Linked DNA regions of Gossypium hirsutum: region 2 is linked to region 1. Evidence: chromatin contacts called from public Hi-C data. All regions are on one chromosome and are shown on one strand. The core of a region is the stretch at or near the end of the contact, and the rest is flanking DNA. Distances in the headings are between cores, read along the strand shown. Region 1 holds the start of LOC107957115. Region 2 holds the start of LOC107957118 (immediate early response 3-interacting protein 1).

Region 1 (6,385 bases), core at 1,868-4,367:
CTGTTAAAAGATTCCTGTGTATTTTCTGGGAAAGTTTTATTGTAGAACTTAGCTTATTTGGTGGGGTTGATTTCTAAGCTCTTTCTGGGTTTTCTTTGGTAAAGAAAGTAGGATTAAATATTTTTTAGAAACTTAAAAGTGGTAATGATATTTGAGTGTAAGTTCTTGTTAATGAGACTTTCCAAAGAGAATTTGATTTTGTCCTTTTTGTTAGTGTTTCTTTTGTTTATCATTTCAGCTTTGCTTGTTTTCAACAATGGACCATTTCTTATCTTACTTGCCATGATAATGTTAATGGTTGAAACAAAAGTTGGAAGAGAAAACACAGAGTGGCTGGATATTTTAAACACATTCTCAAATATAGATATAAAGGATATCATCTTTCAAATACATGATAAACATAGAAAAAAAAAATATGCTCACATCTAACACTTCTTGGTGAAGTGGTCTCTATAAAATTTGTAATATAATACTTCAATTTTTATATATTCAAGACAAACTTGGTGAGTGTCTCTGCTTAAAAAGGAAGGCTTTGCATGGTTGGGCTTCATAAAAATGGATATTGTTTTAGTTGATGCATGGTTCTGTCTGTTATTTTGAAAAGTTGGAAAATTTCCAATGTCTGAAAAAGAAGATTCGGCGAAGTAGATACAAGTATCCCGAAAATCTCCAATCGTCCATGTTGTTTAATTGAAAATTTCCAGAAACTGTAAGCAGAAAAAAAAATAAAAAAATACGCCAGATCTAACGTCAAAGTGTTGGGGTTTGAGTATTGTAACGCAGAGGTTTTGGAAGCTTAAAAACACGTTTTCCCAAAGATGAGCCCGTTAAAGCATCCAATTGGCTGCTAATGACACTGATTATTTGAGTGCCTCCTTCTTTCATTGCTGTTCTTCGTCTACTAAAGTATTCCCATGTTTCCGTTTCCATTTCGCTATCTGACCTGCATTATTTTCCTGAAAAGCTTAGCTCAATCACTTTTAAGAAGTGACATCACGTGGTTTAGTATTCGAATCTCAACTTCTATAACCCTTTTTCCATATCTCCAAGCAGCAGCCTCTTTTGTCCCCGAAAAATCTTGCAAGAAACAACGCAGTAGAAAAGAAAAACTTTCTCTATGACTCGAGATGGTTATCATGCAACTACTTATGCACATAAGACCAAAATTTTGAAAAAGAAAAAGTGCAAGTACCAACATTACCTCATAATCAAAGAAGACCAACCATTAAATCCCACAGCCTTGAGCTGTTCAGCAGTAACATTTCGCTGTCTCTCAGGCTTCCTTGATAATAGAATCAAAGACCATCCTCTTGACTTAAGCTTCACATACAATTCCAGTATTCGCCAGTGCTTCAGATTGGCTGCATCTTCGATGGAACCACTTGGTTTGTTAGAGCCATATTGGTTGAACCTGAGCCAAAACATGAGTTTAATCTGGTTTAAGTAATTTATTAACAGGAAAATGACAAAGTCCCAAGTAACATAGAAAAAAATAAGCGGAATTACTGTTGCTGGTGCATTGATTGATAGGTGTATGTATGATTTGAAGCAAGGATGTCATCTATGTCTATTAACACAGCATCCAAATGATTGTCCGATGGTGAAATAGTATCGAAGAAGCTCTCAATCATCGAAATCATGAAATTTAAGTCTCGTTCGTATTCTCCCCCTTCGATATAATGAATGGCTAGATTCCAGCAGACTGGAGGAATCTCGGGTTCTTCCAAGCTGTTGAGTTCCCCATGTAAAGCAAAAGCCTTGCAATAATGGTAGCTATCACTTGCTTTCTCAATCTCCACCACTCCCTTGCTCCTACTTTCACAGGATCGCAACATTACTGCTAATGTTACAAGTAAAGTTACTGAAAGAACACCAACAATTAGAAGACCAGCAATGAAGATTGTTGCAGCAAAAGATTTCATGTAGAATCCCGACTCCAACACATATTGGCTTCCACTCTCTGTCAAGAACGACCGAGATTAATACGTATTTATATCGAACATCGGAAGGTTTAGCAGTAGGAACCATAAAAACGAAATGAGTTAAGCAGTCAACCCATTAAAACAATGTTGCATACAAAATATTTGGATTAATTAACAATCCAGTCATGCCAAATGAATGGTTAAAAGCCTCTGAGAAAAGGGTATTGGAATTGAAAGAACTGTTGGGATCTAATAAAGAAGTGCCTTACCAGTATCTTCCCTACTCAAGAGACTCTGAGAGGAGAACTCCCGTTCCATTTGATGGCCATAAGCTGACATTGTGATTCAGTCAAGCCAGATTCATATCAGGGCTGCAAAATTCTGCCCAGATCCCTTCAAAATCATTGAAGGGTCACCTGAAACGACAAATAACAATCAACTGATATAGAAGATTCCACCCCCCCCCCCCGCCCCAAAACAAACCCCTTTAACCATATGGTGGCAATCACTGATATGATAAATCAAGACAAAAAATCCCAACTTTACAGCTGCAACTTACAAGCAGCTTCATGATCTACCATGGTCTGAGCTAGCACTCAAACTTCATTGCCCTCTTGACAAGGAATCAAGTTTCCATTTTTATCAAGAATATCTTTCTAAGGAAGGAAAGGGTCCATAACCATTTGACTTTCTAGATATAATACTAATAATCATTAAAGTCCAAAATTTGCTGATCAACTCATTGCTTCACAGTAGCAATTTGGTAAAAAATAAAATAAAAACAACAATTAAGAAAAAGAAATAACTTCATACCCAAATTACCATGAGTTAATAACAAAACAGAATTGAATTCTGATGCAATTAATAATGCAAAAACTGGGTTTATTTTTGTTCCTCATTATCTTAAAGTTAAACAATACAAGGAAAGGCAAAGAGACAAGAGAAGAGAGAGAACCTGAGAGAGGCTTTCGAAGGCTTTTACCTGTAGAGGATAAGAAAATGAAAACCTGACAACAAAAACGACTGTATCTCTTTCGTAGAGAAGCTTCCTTCTTTGTACTGTGTGGATCATTGTTAACGGCTTCTTTCCAAGGACGACGATGACTTTAAACATGACAGATTGCGTAGTGTTTTTACTTTAAAATCGGGGGTAGTTTTGACAACAAGGAGATTATTCCAGGGTTTTACTTGCAATTTTGTTTAAAAGCAGAGAATTTGATTAAATATAGTTGGTATGATAATTCTTGGGCTCCACCATCTCAATCATGCAATGTATTTTTGTAGTGTATGCTCCACCAATTATGTTGTTAAAAAAGAATATATTTGATGATGATGTTTTTGCTAGTCAAAAGATTCTGCCGTGATAAAGTGTACAAGAAACTCTATAGGTACACCTGGTGAAAATCTCTGTACAGACTGGTTCATATCATCATATTCATGCTTATTTTTGCTATTATTATGTTGACATGTGTTATGTCTCATATGTCGCATTCAATACAAAGTCTTCATCAGTTAGTGGAGAACGTGACAGCAATTCAAGTTAATTTTCATTATTAAGATTGCTTACAAAATCTCAGCTCAGAGTTCATGACACCATATGAACATGACATGATAATCACTTCCACCAGTAGGGATTTGTCTCACCTTGTACCCTCTCTGAATTTGTTTTTTTCAAAGAATAGCTACCACATTTATCATCTTAATACTTAACCAGTCTCATATGGTGCAACAATATGACTAAGTTTCTTGGCTAATTCTTTCAACGACATGTTTTCCAAAACCTCAGAACCGTTTATCACGTTCACAGCTGAATCCACAGTCTTGGCTAATTCAACGGCTGCACCCACGTAGGAATGTGGCGTTAACTTCAAAAGATGAGTCTTAGCTTCTTCGGGTAATTCCAAGCCTTCAATAAATTCCCTTATACTTTCTTTGGTAACTGCTCTCCCCCTAGTAAGCTCCTTCAGCTTCTCGTAAGGCTCTGGAACACCATATCTACGCATGACCTACAGATCAAGTTAAAAAGAGAAACAAAAAGATGAATCAAAATACTATCCATCTAGCCTCTATTACTTTGCGCTTACAAAAAAATTGAAACAGAAAAGGGCATTCAATAAATGTAGATCAGAAGATACATACAGTCTGAATTGGCTCCGCAAGTACCTCCCATGCCTGGTTCAAGTCTTCGCTTAACCGAGCTTCATTGACCTGGAATCAAAAGGGAGCTTAAGAGAGATGGTAGTATGCAGTAAAGCACCCAAAACTACAATTTAGAGAAGGATTAGCAAGGGCTTTTGCATCACAGGTGATATCAAGCGGCTAACTATCACTAGTTGAAGAAAATAAACTAACGTGCCTTACCACAAGTCATAGATGTATCATGAAGTCAAAATTTTCACAAAGATTTAAAAATGCCCCAAGTCCTTGTACTCTTTTTAGACTTTTTAAAATTTAATACTTTAGCTTTTATTTCCAGGAATTTAGTCCCTCATTTGTCAAATTTGAAAATTAAAATCCAACAGATAACAAAATCAATGGATTATCGTTAAATTTGAAAATGTGACATTTGAACATTCAAACTTTTAAATAAGTTAAGTCCAATTGATACTCAAATTTAACATAAGTCAATTAACAGCGTTATCCCTCGGATTTTAAACCCTAAGAACTAAAAGCAGAGGGACTAAATATCGAAGTCCAAGGAGTACAGGGGCAAGGGCATAATTAGACCTTTCACAAACTAATAACCAAATACAGGACTTAATTAACAAGAACCTTTGGCACTAAAATACACTTAAAGGAGATCAGAACCTTCATGTTATGCAACATACCTGGAGCTTTCCTATTCCTTGCAGCGCACTTTTGTAAGCAAGAAGGGAATGACCAAGTCCTCCCCCCATGTTCCTCAAGACTGTCGAATCAGTTAAATCTCGCTGCAAATTCAACACATAAGAAGATTTATTTTGTTCAAATGGAGTTACATTAGTTATGAACAAACTTCACAAACATAAAATTAAGCGGCTATCCTAAAATAAAAATATTGTACCTGCCAACGGGAAATAGGCAACTTCATGCTCAGGTAAGTTAGGTCTTCATTAGCCTTACCAAGATTACCTTCACTGTTTTCAAAATCAATAGGGTTTACTTTATGAGGCATTGTTGATGAACCAATCTCACCTGCCTTGGTTATCTGCTCCAAATTTTGACCACGAAAAGACATTGGTTGGGAAAATAATAATAACAATAATAATAAATTAAAGTCAACATGCTGCATCAAAACAGTCACCTGCTTAAAGTATCCTACAGATATGTAGCCCCATATATCTCTGTCAAAGTCAATCAATATATTATTAAACCGGATAATTGCATAATAAAGTTTTGCCATATAATCGTGGGTCTCAATCTGCAGACAAGCAAAAAAAAAAAAAAAAACTTTATTCCAGGTCAAGCACATAAACTCGTTACATATCATACCCATATGAAGCTAACTAGAAGTGTCAATACATCAACTGAGATATATATTTTTACAGTATAAGAGGAAGAAGAGCATGGAAAATACCTGAGTAACATAGGGGTTAAACTTTAATCCAAGAGAAGTCACAAACTGTTCTGCGATTTGAGGCCAATTAACAGTAGGATATGCAACAATATGGGCATTGTAGTTTCCAACTGCACCAGCAAATTTTCCCATCATCTCGACTTGAGAAATTTCTTGCCTTTCTCTGCTTAGCCTAACAGAAAAAATGGCCATCTCCTTTCCCAAGGTTGTAGGTGAAGCTGGCTGAAAAAACTAATGATTTAGGTGATCAAGTAATAACAGCTATTCCTAGAGCATGTAACAGTAATAAATTACATGTAATTAAAGAAACAAAAAAAAAATAAGCAATCTAGATATAAAACATGCTCTCTCTCTCTGATCAACCTGAGAATTCAAAGACTAATTTTCCAAGTGGCTTATGACAAGCTAAGAGTGAGAAGATTGTTTCAAGAAGAAAATTTCTCTTCTACCTGGCCATGCGTGCGAGAAAGCATAGAAACGCTTGCATTAGCCTTAGCCAGCTTACATATTGCCTCGACCAATTTATCCATGGTTGGAAACATGACTTTGGTCATTGCTTCTTTCAACATCAATGCATGGGCAAGGTTGTTTATGTCCTCGGATGTGCAAGCAAAATGGAAAAATTCAAGGACCTGAAACCAGAGAGAGAATATTAATTGATCCAAAAATTCCCAAAACTCGAGTCAAATAGAAAGGATAGTGAATCAATATATAATCGAATAACAAGTCCCAACCTTGGCAATTTCTGGCTGTGATTGGCATTTCTGTTTCAAGAAGTACTCGACTGCTTTTACATCATGATTAGTTACTCTCTCTATTTTTTTAACTTCCAAGGCATCATCCATGCTAAATCCATCAATGAGTCCTAGCAAATAAGACTGAGCCTCTGCACTAAAGCTTGGAACCT
Region 2 (6,385 bases), core at 2,170-4,669, 230 kb before region 1:
ATGTTGGTCTCAACCCCATTAAGAATTGCAGGGCAACGTGGTTCTTCTGGGATCTTCATTTTAATTAACAGTTATTTGAAGTTGTCAGTTCAATGGTCTCTATATTTGGAAAATGTTAGTATCCATTTTTCAATCACATTGTTCCATCTTTCAATCTAAAAATCTTGCTACTGATGATTCCAAGTTCGAAATCACTGAATCGTGTGCTACTGAACTAATACAAATTAAAAATTACATAATTATCTTTTAAACTATATTAGACCGCATCTAAAGATATTCATGGGTCAGACCAAATCTATATAAGATATTTAGATCAAATTTTTAAACTCGGGCTTAACTCAACTCAAAAAATAAACTTACTTTTTTATCTGAACCCAGCCCAATTTAAGAAAAGTAAACTCGGACCCAATCCACTCATATTTAATTTTTTTAGATTAGTTTTTATTTAAAAATAAAATTTTTAGAAAATATAATTCACTAAATACACTTATAAAACACTAAAATAAAAATTTTCTAACACATTAAAAATATTTATATTAAAAACATTACCATAAATATAATAAATGTTTTATTATATTAAAAAAACACAAATAAATATAATAAATATTTTATTATATTACATACAATTTTTAAAACTTTATATTTTGAGCTAAACTATTTAATTGGGTAAGGTGTTATTATTATTATTATTTTAGCTTTGGGTAATGGGTTCAATTGCTTGAGTTAGTAATTTGATATAAATATATATAATTATTATTTAATATATATAATTAATATATTTTATTTTATAACATAATATATTCGGACTAGACCGGACAGTGTTCAAGTCAAAAAATCTTGTCCAAGGCTTGACCCATATATATAACAAGTCTTAAATTTTATCCAAACTTATTTTTCAAGCCTCATATTTTATCCAAACCTTCTTATTTTTCAGACAAATCTTCAATTCAAGGTAAGTGACCCAACCCATGAACAGGTCTAACCCTACATGAGTCAAAAACTGAAAAAAAAAAGGTGAATAATAAGATAGTGTTTTTTTTTTTAAATAATGAATTTAGAATCCCTGAATCATGTGATACTGAACTAATCCATAATTCACAATGAGAAGCACATGCTTCCCATTTTTTGTGGTTCTGTTTGTTCGAAGTTGTAACTTCTGTTCTAGGACTATTCATGCATGTTTAGTTCTATCATCTAAGAATGCTGCATCAACGGTGCATTATAGGTTTTTGGATCTGATTTGGGTTATAGAAGCACGATTAGGAACGCCAATGGTACCTTTAAATATTTCCACCCATACTTGCCTTAAACTCAAACTTAACTTTGGTTCTAGCATCAGAATCCAATCCCAAAATGGAAAAAATTCACCAGAAATCAAACCACCCCACCCCCAAACTTGAACTCCATTTTCAAATATCATGTTCATACAGCAGCAATTAATAGAAATTCCAGGCACAATAAACTGTATATTTCAAAATGACAGCGTAAAGTCTCCAAATTATACAAATGCTAGAGCTATCAAGTTATCACATTTCCAGGTTCGATAAAATCCCATCATGAAACCTCAAATTCAATTTTAAAAGGAGGTGGGATACAAACTTAAGTGTAAAACAGATACATCACCTAATTTTTGAACTGACTGCTTCCGTCTTACACAACCTTCGGCAAATTCCTATGCTCCATATTCGACTTCATGCGTTCTGCTAATAATTAACAGATAAGGAATCACATTCTAAGAATATCAGGAGACGCGCATGCTTAAGAATATCAGGAATCACAAAGGTGAAATCTGTGGCATGCTTAAGATTGAAAAGGGAAGAGAACAATAATTCTCAAATAACCAAATAGGAAGCAACAGAAAAGCATGAAGATACAAATGTAGTTATCCTCTTTTCTCTGTGATGGATAGCCAATTCAAACAATCAATTTATTTACTTAATTTACATGTCCTGGTAAAATTAACAGAAATTTATCAGACCTGGAAAAAGGTTTGAAAGGCAGCTTCCGCCATTCCTGCTCTGGCCTAGTCAACGTTTTGGTCAAGTAATACATTATAGAACTTGCAGTCTTAAAAAGATCTTATTCAAACTTCATAAGTTTCGGGTGTGTAATTCAACAATGGTAATCAGAAAAATTAATCTAAGACTAAGAGTTTCCCTTTTCACAATATATTCAACCAATTAATAGGTTTAGAAATAACTAATAATCATTCAGCTTAAGTTTCAGACACCTATTCATCACACCATTTTAAATCCATGTAATTTGTAGAAATCAGAAAACAAAACCGACTAAAATGGTCATCACAACTAATAAACAAGTTCTTGAATGCAAAAAAAAAAAACAAGGGGCATCTGTTTGAGAACCTAATACAAATTCAACCAATCATCAGCCATAGACATAAACATCTTACCTAGCGCAGCATCAACCAGAAACTAGCTTAACAAAAATGCAGATTGCATTAAGTAGTATGAGAGGAACTCTCATGTATTGAGTGGCGTAAATGAGACCAATAAGTTGCCCTTTAAATGACTTTGTACGCCCTGCAGAGAAATCCGAGAAACTCCATCCTCTGGGAGCAAGAAAACGATCCTCATTTAATATTGCCAAAGCATTTGCAAGAAGCAAAAATCCTTCTAATAACGTCCACAAGCCCATTTTCTGCATATTAAAGGGTTTCTATTAATCTTCAACCAACTTCTAAAACATTTCACACAAAAGCGTAGCCATGAAGATAAAGAAAAATCCATCAATTATGAATCCGGAAAACAAAACAGAAATAACATAAAGATTCTTAAACACGCAGCAGGCATAAGTAACTAAAAAACCCATTACAGCATCTTCAGTTTCAGCTAGAATAAACTTCTAAATGCAAACATAACATCAACGATAATTGAGTTCATTTTGATTTCTAGAACACCAATAAGGTGATTTAGTAAAACCCCATATTCCATAAGCAAGCTATGGAAAAGAGGGTAAACTCAGAAAAGCAGATCAAAGGGATTCCGATGTTGACTAAAAATTAAAACCCATTCGAAAAATAAATACTTTGTTGGATTTAGAGGGACTAGATCCATGGGTTCTTATCTATATATAGAAAACAAAAACATAATAAACAACTTAAAATCTATGGAATTTGAAGGGAAACAAAAAGCAGATCATGATTTCTAAATAAAAAGACCATGTTTAAACATTGAACAATACAAAGCATCAGAATGAAAGAGATTAAAGGGAACATTGAGAAAATAAATAAAGAATTAAAGGTTACATGCAAAAGAAGTGAAGATATGGGTGCTGCAGATTGAGAGAGTAGGTTCCTTCCTTGCAACTGTAAATAGATTCGACATTTAGAAATGGAAAAGGACCCGTAAATAAATCCGGTTTGAAATGGGTCGGTTCGGATCCATCAAGGCACAAAAGGGTAGTACTTTTAAGACCAAACACCCAAATGTAATTTCCCCCTACTACCCAAAGCCCAAATGTATGGTTTCTTTTTTATGTACCGATATATTAACCTGTATTTAATGGCACTAAAATAATATTAAAGAAAATTGAAAATAATAAATTATATAAGTAATTCATTAATACAAAAAGGCTTAAATAAAAAATCGGTACTTGTCCACTTCTCCCAAATTGATACTTAAGATTTTTTTTCCTAGGTTAGTACTCAAACTTTTTTTTTGTCAACTAAATTAGAACTCAAATGTAATTCGTTCGTTTTTTTATAATGTGGCAACTGGTTAATCGTTAGGCGTCAAGTGGAGTCCTATTTGGCAGTGATTGGGTCTTCTTTTTTTTTGCTTGGAAAATAAAAATTGAATACTTTTTTCCATTAATTATAATAAAAATTACCTTAAATCATTTCACCCGATTATTTAACATTCTAATCTTTTTATTTTTTTCTACCTATTCATCATTTTCTAATATTTTTGTTAATATTCTTTTAGGGTTTATCCTGATAACACGCCCAATTCCCATAACTAGAGTCGAAGAAGAAAATAAGGAAAAATGGCTTCACCAACCAACAAAAAAATCAAGTGGTCAAATGAGGTTGTGTACTATCATTGTGGGTTAAGAGCTCCTGTTTGCAACGTGAATACTCCACGGAACAAAGGGAGAAAATTATTTAGGTGTGCGAAGTTCAAAAATGTAAAAGTTTGAATTTTAATTGTTGGGTTGAAGGAAATTAGGGTTTGTGCATTGGTTGTGTACTACCATTGTTGTGTGTGCAAAAAAACAAAAGGCTTTGTGATTTTGGTTGAATATTTTGTGTAATTTAGGGTTTAGTGTTTTAACATGTTTTGGAAATAAATTTGAATTATTTTGTTTCAAGTTGGAAATATGTAAATTTTACCTTAGTTACACATATATGCTCTATTTTTTTTTTGTTCTATGTGAGAAAGGAAAACTGAGGGTTGTGATTTTTTCCAATGGGTTAAATTGAACGGTAACAATATGAATTCAATGGGAGAAGAACAGGGATGCATAATTGATAAAATAATTTTGCAAAATAAGATGTTGTTGACAGAGAATGGGAGATTAGGATTTAAGAACAATGAACTCAATATAAAAGAAATGCAAAGAATGCAATTAAAGGTAACTCGTTCAAAAGAAAAGATCACATTGTACAAGGCTAATATGTCAAGAAATAACAAAGTAATATTTGCTTATAAGATGTTAATTGTATCATGGATGATGTTCCGGGTATGTTGCTTATGGATGGTGATTTGTTGTCTATGTATTTGTTGCACTTATGAGTTTTTGTGCCAATATGAGTGAGATTTTTCTCAATTCCTCATATTTTTATTTCACTATAAATACTTAACACTCTCTTTGCTTTTATCCCTTTCTATGCTTTTATCACACTCACAATGCTTCTGTGTCAAGCTTATAGAAGCTTCTTTCCTTAAGCTGTCTGTTGGTAAGTTCTTAAATTCTTCTTTAAGTTTACTAGATAGAAAGGAGTTGTTGTAAGAGCTATTCAGCAGGGCTTTCATTTGAATACTACATAGGAAGGAAAGTTCCATCCCTAAATTATTTGTACGTTCATTGATTCATGTTATTTCATTAAGTTTTAGTTATTCTTATATTTAAAAGAAGTCATTTGATTATTTTAGCCAAAGATAGGGGAGAAAGTCCTGGTGCTAAAAGGAAAGAACCCATTGAGTAGGAAAGTTCTAAGTGAATATTTCTGGTGAGTTCCTTTATACCTTGAGTCTGTTATTTACATTATTTCATTTAAGTTTAGCTACTATATATCTAGGTAAGTGGCTTTGACCCTTGATCATGACTTGCATCAAAAGAGACGTGTTTAAAGAGTCGATGCATGCATGGTTATAGGCAATAAATCAGAAACAAAATTCATGCATGTGCATGGGTATAAATACTCATTCCTTGATACACAAGATTTGTATCTAGAATGGTGTAAGGAGGTACTAGAGGGTTGCTATGTATAATGATGAAAAGAAGACACATGATATCATGTTTTTCCTCCAGTATGACACTCTATTGCAAATCGTGACTAGCGAATATCCAGCCTTGCGGGGGAACACTTATGTGTTTGAGTACAATGAGGAATGATGGAGGTATGGGGTCCAATTTACATCCCCAAGCATACGAGCCATATGAAAGAGTCTCGCATCTCTTAAATATGGTTCAATTAAAGCCGTTGGAGGAGTGGATAATAGATTGCGAATATGTCCCCAAAATTAGGTCTTCCATCTAATTATAAAAAAATACAAAATTTTAAATTTCAATATAACAACTTAATAATGAAATTAAATTAGATTTAAAAAGCATATAAATATTTTCTTACCATTTGCAATTTGAATGCCGAAATGTGTTTGCCATCCAAACAAATAAGAGAATTGGCCATTAAGAATTTTAAAAAACAATTAAATTTCATAATACAAAATTAAATAAAAAAAGCCTTAAGACAATTTTAATAAAAATTGAGAGAATTAAAAAAAATAGAATTGAGGGTTTTTAAATAGGTTTTTTTTTCTCGTTGGGGGTGAGTAGTCGTTGGAATTCAATTGTTGTGGGGTAACCGTTGGAATTCGATCATTGTGGGGTAGTCATTGGGGAAAATACGTTCAACTGGAAGCATTTTCTTGCAATGTTCATTGAAAACGTGTCCAGCTCAGCGCGATTTCAAAAAGTGGCATACTTTCAAAATATTTAAAAAAAACAACCTCATCCGATAAATATTATAAAAAATAGCATTTTCTGCTAATTCACCCCTATTATACGGTCAAAATTACCCTTCTAAATTTTCTCTCATGTTGTAATATCGGGGAGCCTTTGTCGATTGGTTTCAATCGTCGGTGACGACCTTTTGACTGTCCACCAACCTCTTTTTTCCTTCGCTCTTTTGCTCTTTTGCTCT

What was found. A called contact is a pair of places that touch in the nucleus more often than the background predicts.
Region 2: a contact with region 1 is called in a Hi-C map of leaf, with 2.9 times the contacts expected there. The contact joins the promoter of LOC107957118 here to the promoter of LOC107957115 in region 1. A contact is called at or near these places in 4 of 34 Hi-C or Micro-C datasets (hypocotyl and leaf).

The regions. Positions count from the first base shown.
Region 1 is chrA05:95,313,558-95,319,942 of Gossypium_hirsutum_v2.1, reverse strand. LOC107957115 reads right to left here and starts at 3,117. Exons shown (of 5, transcript XM_016892557.2): 1 at 2,482-3,117; 2 at 2,192-2,338; 3 at 1,507-1,960; 4 at 1,202-1,411; 5 at 624-943. The coding sequence starts at 2,261. The coding sequence ends at 751. LOC107957114 (adenylosuccinate lyase) reads right to left here. Exons shown (of 10, transcript XM_041114159.1): 3 at 6,213-6,385; 4 at 5,928-6,110; 5 at 5,479-5,700; 6 at 5,206-5,322; 7 at 4,966-5,109; 8 at 4,751-4,852; 9 at 4,062-4,130; 10 at 3,448-3,928. The coding sequence ends at 3,629.
Region 2 is chrA05:95,539,020-95,545,404 of Gossypium_hirsutum_v2.1, reverse strand. LOC107957118 (immediate early response 3-interacting protein 1) reads right to left here and starts at 3,419. Exons shown (of 3, transcript XM_016892559.2): 1 at 3,266-3,419; 2 at 2,411-2,658; 3 at 1,373-1,703. The coding sequence starts at 2,655. The coding sequence ends at 2,422.